2 separate regions of the Rattus norvegicus genome follow, and region 2 is linked to region 1. Evidence: chromatin contacts called from public Hi-C data. All regions are on one chromosome and are shown on one strand. The core of a region is the stretch at or near the end of the contact, and the rest is flanking DNA. Distances in the headings are between cores, read along the strand shown.

Region 1 (5,540 bases), core at 1,859-4,358:
TTGGAAAAGTAAACATGAGGCATGTTAAGATGTCAGATTTCTTTTCAAAATGTATGTGTGTGATTGTATGTGTGTGTCCTCAAATGTGCACACAGACACATAGAGGTCCAGGGTTGGTTCTCTGGTCTTTCATGATGGTTGCTGGGGTGGGTCACGAGTGGCCAGGCTTGTCGGCAGCTGCCTTGACCTGCTGAGCCATCTAGAGGGTCCCTGCCTGCCTGCCTGCCTGCCTGCTTTCCTTTCTGTCTGTCACTCCTTCCTTCCTTCTTTCTTTTTTCTTTTTAAACAAAGCTAATTATTTTGAGTAAAGATCAGACTAGGAGTTTGGTTACTTAATTCATACCAAAACAGCTATTACCCTAAAAATGAAAGTTTTACTCTCACAGGTCTGGCTGTGTTTTCAGATCTGGATCCTTCCAGCTTCCAGGATTTTGTCTCTAGCCTTTGGGACAGATGAAAATGACCCTATGAAATAGGGAAAGGGTTGGAGTTGAACAAGACATAAATATCCAGAGCTAAGAGTGAGTGCGGAGCTTGGTCAGAATGCTTGACTTAAGAGCCACGTGGGGAGGTGTGAGGGGAACCTGAGTGAGAAGGTCCTCTGGCGAATTGCAAAACCTAGCAGGTTTTGTTTATTTATTTATTTATTTTGTTAAAGTTGACATCTTTGAGTTCTGTGGTAATGAATCTTCATTGTGAACTTGACTGGAGTTGGAATAAGGATAAGCAGGCATGGCTCTGGGCAGGCGAGGGTGTTTTCAAAGATGAGGAAAGGAAGACCTACTTTGAAGGTGGTCGGTACCATCCCGTGGGAAAGGGTTGCGGAATGAGTAACGGGAGAAAGCAACAGTGCTCGCCTCTCTCTGACTGTGGTGCAATGTGGCCAACCCCTCAGGCTGCCACCACCATAATCCCTCTGCTGTCATGGACTGTCCAAACTTTGGAGATTCCAAAGGCAAAGGCAACTTTCTAGTTTTGCCAGGGATGTCCTCCTGCAGGTGGGTCCTAGCTCTCCTGTTTCTTGAAGGGGACAGGATTCTTTCAGGGAGCAAGGATAACAACGGGCACATTATCTTCTTGATTTGGTTCTAGTCAGTGAGCCCGCCCTGTTCCCTGGGTTAAACATTCCTTCTACATGGAAAAAAGTAGACCTCATAACGTTCCAGCCATAGAACGTGAGGAGGGACGATGCTGCCAACATGTTAAAGAGGATATGACTGGACTGAGGAGATAACTTAGTGGGTAAAGTGCCCGACATGGAGCCCGAACACAGAAAAGCTGGGCAGTGCAGAGTGTTATAACCCCAGAGCTGAGGAGGCAAAGGTAGGCAATACCTGGTATATTTGATAATTCTAGGCTACTGTGAGACCCTGACTTTAAACGAAGAAAAGCAAACCATGGATTGTGACTGAAAAACAGCCTTCAAAGTAACTTCTGACCTACACACACACACACATACACACACACACATACACACACACACACACACACACACACACACGTAAAAGAGGACATGATCATAGCAGATGGCACCAAGTACTCTGCAGACAGCACCTTCTTCTAACTGCTCCTTTAGACACCGTCTACCGAGTCGTGACACTGGCTAATCTATTTTTATTGCTAGACTCTAGCGATCTTTCGGTTTCAATACCTAGCTAGTAATTAATGGCATTGCTCTCAGTTTGGGAAAATGGTGATTTCCTAGTTTACGTCCTGATCAAAACTTTGTTTTCTAAATTTTATGTTAAAGTAAATTTGTATCTAGAAAATCCATCTAGGTTGGCATGTGAGTGGGAAGGAAGAAAGAAAGAAAGGAAGAAAAAAAGAAACAAACAAACAAAAAGGAAAACAGAAAGGGGGATTGGAGTGTGGTGTTGACATGTGGTGCTTGAGAACCAAGGTAGACTCCAGTTCCCTTCCAAATCTACCGTCTGTTCCTTATGTCCTAGGCTAGGGAGAGTTAACTTACTGGACCAAGGAGGTTACTATTTTTAAAGAACTCACCTTTAAACCACCACGGCTTTCTAAAATACACCAGGTTTACCTTGCCCACAAGCTCGCAGCAGCAACAAAGACCTACCTGTATTCTGCTCTCTTCCCACTGCCTCTCCTACTGCCATCATGAAAAGGCTTCTGTGAATGGCTGAACAGCCTCTCCAGGCCTCCCTGGACAAGCACAAGCTGCTTACTGGCAGAACAGAACCATGGGAACCTGTGTTGGTTCAGGTCTTCAGAGAAGCAGACACTGGGGACAGGATTAGACCCACAAGGCTCTTCCTAGGGCAAATGGCCATGGGACACCTAGCCAGGAGGGAGCCAGGCTGGCCAATCGAGTGCAGTCAGATCCAAGTGTGACCCCATGAAGGAGAAAGGGAGGGAATAGGCCATAGACTTGTTCCAGATTACTGAGTCCCAGGAAGACCTGCCCGTAAGGCCACAGGGCAGTTGTGAGACAAGTCAGCTGTCAGAGGAGTGTTGGGAATGTGCTCAGTCATTGGCACTGTGTTTGTGCAAACACCACAGAGAGGGAAGAGTTCAGAGCCCCAGGGTGGTTCTGTCCTCAGAAGCAGGTGGCCAAGAGGCACATCCCAGAAAGACACAAGATAAAGATAACTTGATGTCTTCCGGGTCTCAAGGCAGGGTTATATACCCTGTTCAGAGCCACCAAACTAAAACTAAAGAATTGCCAGGGATTCTGGTTAGACCAAGTTTCTGTCTGTCTTAGGCAGTGTCTCAGACTACAGCTTACACTGGCCTGAGACACATAAGGACCTCCTGCCTCAGTGTCTCCTGAGGCATAGCACCCAGCTGTTCCGGTTAGGCTCCCAGTGTACCCTGCTCCATGGGATCCTTTCAGCAGTGTGGTGGGGCAATTTCTGCCTTTCCCTCCACTTTACCAATGAGGGAACTGAGGCTTACAGGTTCTCAGGTCAGGTTCTTGGATCTGCTCGAGACCACTCCCTAAGTTGATTGGAGAGATTTCACGTCTCCAAACCCTTTGGGATTTGAGTAAACGTGAGTTTAACTAACTGAGCCTCAGCTAACCATGTCCTCCGTTCACTTGGACGGCTCTGTGCTCTAGATTGGCCTTTTGACCTGCTTTTAATCAGTTCTGAAGCCCAGGGAAATGGCCCAAAGTGGCCCCACATACAGGTCACATGGCTTGTAGAGGAGGACAATGTAATAACAGAGCCATGTTTTATGCTCAGAGAGCAGAAGTAAATACACTCTAATCCATGCATTCAGTGCATGCATGCAACAGCCGGCACTCGCATCTACACCCTGCTGTTTTAAACATTTACAGTGACAACCGAGAGCCTGGGTTTGTTAGACTGCCAAATACCCCGTGGGCACACGGCACAAGGGCTGTCTGAATACTACTTCCCTGTAGTTGGCTGTGACCGTGACCGGTGTTGTTAAACTTGAGCGTATCTGCTTATCTTGGAGCAAACCCACTTCCTGGTGCTTTCATTTCCTGTCATATTTAATTTGCTCCTTAGTACCGTAGCTGGGCCTTTTTGATGTGGTCCAGGGGGAGTTTCTGAAAGGCCGGAGAGATGTATAACCTGTCCCTCAAATCATGGATGGTTTTAATATGCCAGTACAAAGTTTGGTGACCCCAGAGAATTAGGGTCCCAATGTCTGATGATGCAAAATCAGGATGCTCTGGCCTTTTAGTCCTCGAGTCAACTTGTTTTGGAAGAGAGATGGATGGCCAAGGCCAGGAAATGCTAAAGGCATCACCGAGATGAAAACGTGCCTTTTGTAATACTAAACGGTGTTCATTTTCTCCTCACTGTCTTTTCTGTGCCCCTTGAAGAGCTATGTTACCAAGTGTGTGTACACCTATACATGTGCGCATGCGTGTTTTCTGTGAGGAAGTCATGAGCTTCCCAGGTTGGAATTGCAAGTTAATCGGTGGGCCAACCATCTGGAGAAGATGGTGTGAGATTCACTGGGCTGTGGAGGGAGTATTAGGCCACTAGTTTTAGAGTGAAGAGCCTGGAGACTACGTAGAATCAACAGGTAGTCTGGGCATGTCAGAGAACCCAGGGACTGACGATCGAATCCTGGACAAGTCTGAGCAGCCGTAGAACCCCAGAGGCACACACACACACACACACACACACACAGAGGCACACACACACACACAGGCACACACACACAGGCACACACACACAGGCACACACACATGTATACACATACACACACATATATACACACGTAGACACATACATACACATATACACATATATATGCACACATGTATACACCCATGTATACACACTATACACACACATATATACACATACACACACTATATACATGCATAGACACATACACACACTATATACATGCATATACACATATATTCATACACATACACACATATACACATGTATAAACACACACATATATTGCTGCATGCCATGCACAGCTGTATTACATGCATAGTTTGACTTTACCCTCTGTTATCACTAGGAATACAACAAGATTTGGGCTTCAAAAAGACACAAAGCAAGCAAACAAATGAAATTCCAACCCCCAAACCTCACTTAACTATGTAAGGGAACAATGAGAAGATTAAGTCTGGAAAAACTGTGCAGGGAGACACTAGCAAATCCTGCCCAGGGAAGGGAGTGGCAAGTGTGGTAAACTCAGGGTTTCCACAGACCATTGTGGTGCAACATGTTCAAGAGCTGACCTTCCTGTCTCCTTGTCTCGGGGCCTTTGTGAAAGCACGCTGCCCCGGAACCCATACCTTTACTTGATCTTTGCACTCGATCAATTGCGCACAGGAGACTCCTAGGGCTAGCGTCGAGCGAGCGCAGTGAGAGAGCGTGTGCCTAGCATGCACAGGCCCAGAGGATCCACCCCTCACCGCAAAGACACAAACAAAACAACAACAGTTAAAAATAAGACGCTGAGGGACTCCTGAGACCCAGTATTGGTGTGTAGGACATTGTTCCTTTGAGGGAACAAATTAAAGACTTGAAAAGCCCAAATACATAAAAGTCAGATGTTTTAACCCCTCTGGTTTGCTTCTCATTAAATCCTTAACAGCAAGGGGCTTAGCTCTATGGAAGGGTAATTCTTGAGAGCTTAAAAGTTCTAGAATCTAAACTGAAAGTAGCTTCCTCGCTCCTGAGAGACACAGCCAGAATACAGCAAATACAGGGGCGAATGCCAGCAGCAAACCACTGAACTGAGAACGGGACCCCCGTTGAAGGAATCAGAGAAAGAACTCGAAGAGCTTGAAGGAGCTCGATACCCCTTATGAACAACAATGCCAAGCAACCAGAGCTTCCAGGGACTAAGCCACTACCTAAAGACTATACATGGACTGACCCTGGACTCTGACCTCATAGGTAGCAATGAATATCCTAGTAAGAGCACCAGTGGAAGGGTAAGCCCTGGGTCCTGCTAAGACTGAACCCCCAGTGAACGTGATTGTTGGGGGGAGGGCAGTAATGGGGGGAGGGTGGGGAGGGGAACACCCATAAAGAAGGGGAGGGGGAGGGATTAGGGGGATGTTTGCC
Region 2 (5,540 bases), core at 775-3,274, 130 kb after region 1:
CATTTAGATTACAATTAGCCAAATGTATTAAGACTGCCGGCAGGGCCGTGGCCTCTAAGCCAATCAGAGGCATGCCACGCAGAGATGGTTGAGGAAGGTTTTTAAAGGTGAGAACCACAAGAGCTGTTCTGCTCTGCCCAGTCTGGATGGTCAAGGTGACTTCAAAAATATCTTTGACTGTCTGCTGAGTTATAGAGGCAACAAACAAACAAAACCACAGTTGTTAGTCGCATCATAACCCAGCAGATAGTCGCTCGTGGCTGCACATTACCAAATGGAGGTGCATCCAGGAATCCAGGTTGTTGGGGAATTTATCTTCCAGGAGCTTGAGCCAAAGAGAAATGGCTATTGGGTACTAAAACGGATGCCTAGCATCACATGGAGTTTCTTCAGCCCTTACCCTGAACATTCTATCCCAGGGGGCTGGGCTGCTCTCTCCTATATAATCCAGCCATTTTGTTAACCCACTCTCTTTGAACCATTGGGCCTCCTGGCTGCTGTGCCTGGTTCCCCTTTCTCTCTCCTCCTTATCTCCCAGCATGGCCTGGCTCAGGGTCATGTCCACTCTGGACTCTCCCAGATGTCCCTGCCTCTGGCTCTGCTCTGCCATATCTCTACAATAAACTTTCTCCTCCACCATATCTAGGAGCAGTCATGTCCTTCCCTTTCCTTTTTATTTCCTTTTTTTTTTCATTCGTCTGGTTTGGCACCAAATAAATGAGGAAAAAAATAGAAATGAAGGGAATTGGGTGTCAGCTCAGCAATGAAAGGGGAAAGGCACTTCCTTCCCTCCACCCCCTTGATTTTTATTCAGATCCTCAAAGCTTGGAGGGCAGGAAAATACCCTACACAGAATCAGGCAGTCTCCTTTGGTGAGTGCACAGACTCAAATGCTGACTTTAGCCAGAAACACACGGGGAGCACAGGCAAGCATGGTGTTTAGCTGGGAAGTCCATGGTCAGCCCATGATGAACCCTCCCAGAGTTGCAGATGCAGCTCTGTTGGCAGAGTGCTTGTCCCCTGTGCACACAGCCCTTCTGCTTGTCCCCTGTGCACACGGCCCTTCTGCTTGTCCCCTGTGCACACGGCCCTTCATCCCTTCCAACTCTGCAGAAAACAGAGGGTGTGGCAGCACAGGACTGTATTCCCATCGATAGAGGGGTAGACACAGCAGGATCCGAAGTTCAAGGTTAGTTTCAGCTACACAGGAAGTTCAAGGTCTGCCTGGGATGTGTGAGACAGTGAGGAATGAAAGAAGAAAAAAGGGAGGGAGGGAGGGGGAGGGATGAAGAGGAGGGGAGGAAGGAATAGGGGAGGGAGAGAGGGAGGGAAGAAAGGATGGAATGGTAGAGAGACCCAAAGGGAAGGAATGAAACGGGGAAGGGAGGGAGGGATGAAGAAGAGGGAGAGGGAGGGAGGGAGGGGGAGGGAGGGAGGGATGAAGAAGAGGGAGAGGGAGGGAGGGAGGGGGAGGGAGGGAGGGGGAGGGAGGGAGGGAGGGAGGGAGAGGGAGGGAAATGTTCAGGTGGAAGCATGCATTTAAGGCACACCCCTGCACTGCCTGTATGATAGGCCTAAGTATTTCTAAGTAATCCCATGATTATAGCAGAATCGATTTTTGTCTTAGATCAACCACTCTGCAGTTAGTAAAGGGTGTTCAGTTGCCACAGGACCAGACATTTCGCCAATGGTTAAACACAGTAGCGTCTGCTTTGTCACACCCCATCCAAGCAAACAAGCGCCAAGCAAGCCTTCATTCTTGCACAATCTCCTGAAGGGCCTGGGTCAGAGGCCTCATCTGACCCGTGTCTCCAGAGTGTCAGCAAATAATCTCAGCACAAGCTGACAGAGGGAGTGGGAAAACGGTGAACTGTCTCCCTCCTCAGCACAGGTTAAACACAGACAGCATATGGCTGTGTTATAAACTCTTGAGACAGATCTGCTTCTGGAAGCTTTACGTAGTCCTGCTGCTGCCATGGCAACCACTAGAGCTCCAGGTTCTGCCTGGGCCCTTCCTCCAGCCCTTGGCCACTGAGCTGTGACTGCTGGGTCCTCTGGGAGGACCCAGCAAACAGATTGAAGGGCAGTGTAAGAGAGATACTGTGCCTTTTTGAGTTTCATAAGGAGGTTGCTGTTTCCAGTGAGAAGTGCCCCTGTGAGGGTGCTACTCAGTGGCTCTGGACTGGGGTGTTCCCCAGGGATAGGGACTATGAAAGCTGGAGGTCAGGGACCTACTCCCCTTCCAGCAACCGACAAATCCTGTGTGTGTGTGTGTGTGTGTGTGTGTGTGTGTGTGTGTGTGTGTAGAGGAGGAGGAAAGATTTGAATGGTGTGGGACAGTCTGGTTTGGAGAACACACTGTGTAACTCTGTCTTTGGAATAGAAGCCATAGCCAACACTAAGAAATACCACACAAAATTTAAATCATGTTGTTTTCATTTACACCAGTGGGGTATTTTATGTCAGTGGATTGAATATAAGCTAAGAAATCAATGAAAGGGGTTTTTTTTTTTTTTGGCTTTATTTTAATAAGATATTTTCAGATCATTGAGAAGTGTGATTCTGATAAATTTTGGCGCTGGAATTTACTAACGTTTTTATACAGAGAAATAATCTTATGAGAAATATGTCTACATCTTGTATTTAAAGTGGCCCATCTATATTTTACTTATTTGTGTAATTAAAATTCATAGATGTGTATTAAAGTCATGCACTGGATCTAGGCTGGTCAGATCTTCATATGCTAAGAAGAAATTCATTTTCTGAATAAGGGGTTAAGGGTTCGGAATTCGTGTGTTCGTCACAAGGCCTCAGGTTGCATTTTTGCATTGCTCATCACAGAGTCTTAATGGCTGACCATGAACTTCCTAGGAGCAAAGTCCTGTAAAGGCTGGTGCCGTCACTGTTTCAGGTGCTTTGTCACAGTCGAGAAATGAAGAGGGACAGTATTTATGCTTTCCTAGCTGAAAGATCTAGGGTAGAACAATAATTCACTTGCATAAACTAGATGAAAGATATAGGAAGCGGGGGAGGGGAGGCTGGAAGGATAACAGAACGCAGATATTTTAAATTTCCAGTGACGTTTCAACATGCCGGAGACTGGAAGGCAGGGCTCTTGGCTTTGCCTGGAAGTCAAGCTGCTTCTGCTGCCGACTGTGGAAATGAATGTATAACACTGAACGCCTCCCTGCTCACATCTCCTTCTGTTTTCTTCACACCGTGTTGTAGCTCTGCTTGTTTGTGTCCCTTCATCCCTCTGAGGCAGTTACCTCAGATGCCATAGCACCAGTGGCTTTTTGATCTGAGCTGCAGCCCAGAAGGACAGATTTCCTGACCTTAGACAAACACTCGGTGAGCAGCCCCAGAAACCTAGGGCCAAACCAAGAGCTCATCTCACCTGCTTCATCACTGGGCCTTGGCACTGAGACTCCATGCCCATCAAAGCCGTTGTCGTGGTTTACATCAGTTTCTGGGACCTCTAGGGACTTCAGGCTTGGCTTCTTCTGTCAATCAATCCAGTTCTCTGCTGCTGATCTTGTTCGGTGAGTCCTTATGGAAGACGTTTTGTTATAATGGCATATTTGATTAGAACGTCTCTGTTTTGAAACTGAAGTTCATTTTCACACTTTTCTTAAAACATTCATTTGCACAAAAAAAGAGATATGTCTTGATGCATATGCAGCAGGAAGAGTGCTTACTATTCTGAGATGTGACAGAGGAATGCTGAGGAACCGGGGAGAGAGAAGGGAGAGAAAGTTCTTTAGGGGAGAAGGAGAAGTCAGGCACATTCAGGATTACCGGTGGGTGATGTCAGAAAGAGTGACGTCCATGATGCAAATATGCATCAAATATGGTTCAAAAAAAACCCTGAAGCATTGAAATCTTCCTCCTACCATTTTTTCCTATTCAGTCAGACTAGTTCCCCAGCTTTCTCTGACCTACTAATGGTAGCACATCCTTGGATGTGCACAGAGATCACGAGTCAACCAGTTTATCTACTCACTCAACTGATTGTCCATTACATTAGGTTCAAAATAGACTAAGATTTTTGTCCCACAGAAGGCTATATTCCAGCTGAAAAAGACAGGTGATGTATCCAGGTGCAATGGGATTGAAAACAGTGTTTTATATCAGGTTTTAGAGCTAGGCTAGAGGAAAATAGAGAGCCCAAGAGAATCAGGACAGCAGGTCGGGTGTGAGCAGTGATACAAGTCAGGGTAGCTCTCATGTGGGAAAACATGAACCCCAATCACACTGAGGAAGATGGGTTTCACTTGGGGCTACTATGTAGAAGTGGCATTTTAAATGACCCCGGGGGGGCCAGCACACCTCACTGCTCAGAAATGCCTTCAAGATACTGTCTGCTGGCTCTCCTCAGAAAGGCAAGCCCGCTCCCTTTGTTGTATCTTGCCAACACTGGTAAGAGCCTCCAATACGATCTGAGACTAGTGTACACTTTTTTCCTCAAGCAGAAGCTGGGGCAGTGGCTGTAGCTACACTGTCCCAAGGGGACATCCTTTGCTTTTGGAGTCAATGGAGGATGAACTAAGCAAGCAGACTATTATGGGACAGGTAATTTTATTGCCTTGATAGGGGATAATTTCTTATAGCTATAGATAAAGATTTTGGATTCAGTTATGGGGACTGGCCAAGGTCACATCAGTCTTAAATACTGAATTTGGGGTGGGATGGATTCACTTGAGTCCTTGCCAGCCAAAGCAGATTCCAGGTTAAAGGGTATCTGCTGCCTTATTTCTGTATTTATATTCTTTAAGATTCTTAGGCTAGAGGTTTAAACAGGGAACATTGAGGAGTGTGACTTGGGGCAAGAGATTTGTCAGAATTATTAACAACACAGGAAGGCAACATGAGGAGAGTTCAGGCCCATGAGGCAGAATGTGGGCTCTTTCCTATACAGATCTCAGAGGAAGGCGGGGGTTGGTGGCCCTTGGCACTATCATTAGATGCCACTAATTCCCAGATTGGTAGGAGAACGCAAGAGGTATTCTGGGAAAGGAAGGAAAGGGATCTTGTTAGTGTGTGGCTTAGAGGATACCAGGGTACTGCAGAGAAGAAGCACATTAGGTTAAGGTGTTCCTACTATATCAGTATGGTTTAGAGTCCAGTAGACTGGGCTTGCAAACTTCCTAGAGGGAGTGAGGATAGCACCTTCCATTTTCCTGGAATCTGGATGCCTGGGTAGCCGTAGAAGGTTACTCAGTGAGATATCTCCGTCTGTCTGTGTAGTAGTAGGCAGTCCAGACTCAACCATGGCCGTTGAGATAGATGGAGCATGCCGTGGGCAGCAGCTGGTCTGAAACGTAACACTGTCTTCCCGGGCCCTGGATACCTGGAGAGCTTGTCAGAGGGTTGAGAGGCATGGATGGGAGTCTCTGGATAGTTGGCATTTTCTTTACAGCAGCTGAGAGAAAGGGGCTCCTGTGGTATGAACATGTTTTCAGACAGTCCTGAGAGGCGCTTTTCTCAGCATGTCACGTTGTTGGAGCTCACTTCAGGTTGCAACAATAAGGAGATAGACA

The links. Hi-C and Micro-C count contacts between places; a contact is called where the count stands out from the background.
Region 2: a Hi-C map of hepatocytes shows a contact between it and region 1, with 2.3 times the contacts expected there. The contact joins two enhancer-like sites. A contact is called at or near these places in 9 of 12 Hi-C or Micro-C datasets (the A7r5 cell line, the Rat2 cell line, Schwann cells and 4 more).

The regions. Positions count from the first base shown.
Region 1 is chr6:94,477,088-94,482,627 of GRCr8, forward strand. No RefSeq gene overlaps it. Among named protein-coding and RNA genes, the nearest start is that of Pygl, 3.6 kb to the left of the region's middle. Within about 2 kb of position 3,109, at least 4 of the 93 cell types and tissues checked have an H3K27ac peak or open chromatin away from gene starts, as enhancers often do. A contact at or near this core is called in hepatocytes, where this site is marked.
Region 2 is chr6:94,610,472-94,616,011 of GRCr8, forward strand. The region is part of intron 2 of LOC102549102 (a long non-coding RNA gene); the gene reads left to right. Among named protein-coding and RNA genes, the nearest start is that of Trim9, 21 kb to the left of the region's middle. Within about 2 kb of position 2,025, at least 32 of the 93 cell types and tissues checked have an H3K27ac peak or open chromatin away from gene starts, as enhancers often do. A contact at or near this core is called in hepatocytes, where this site is marked.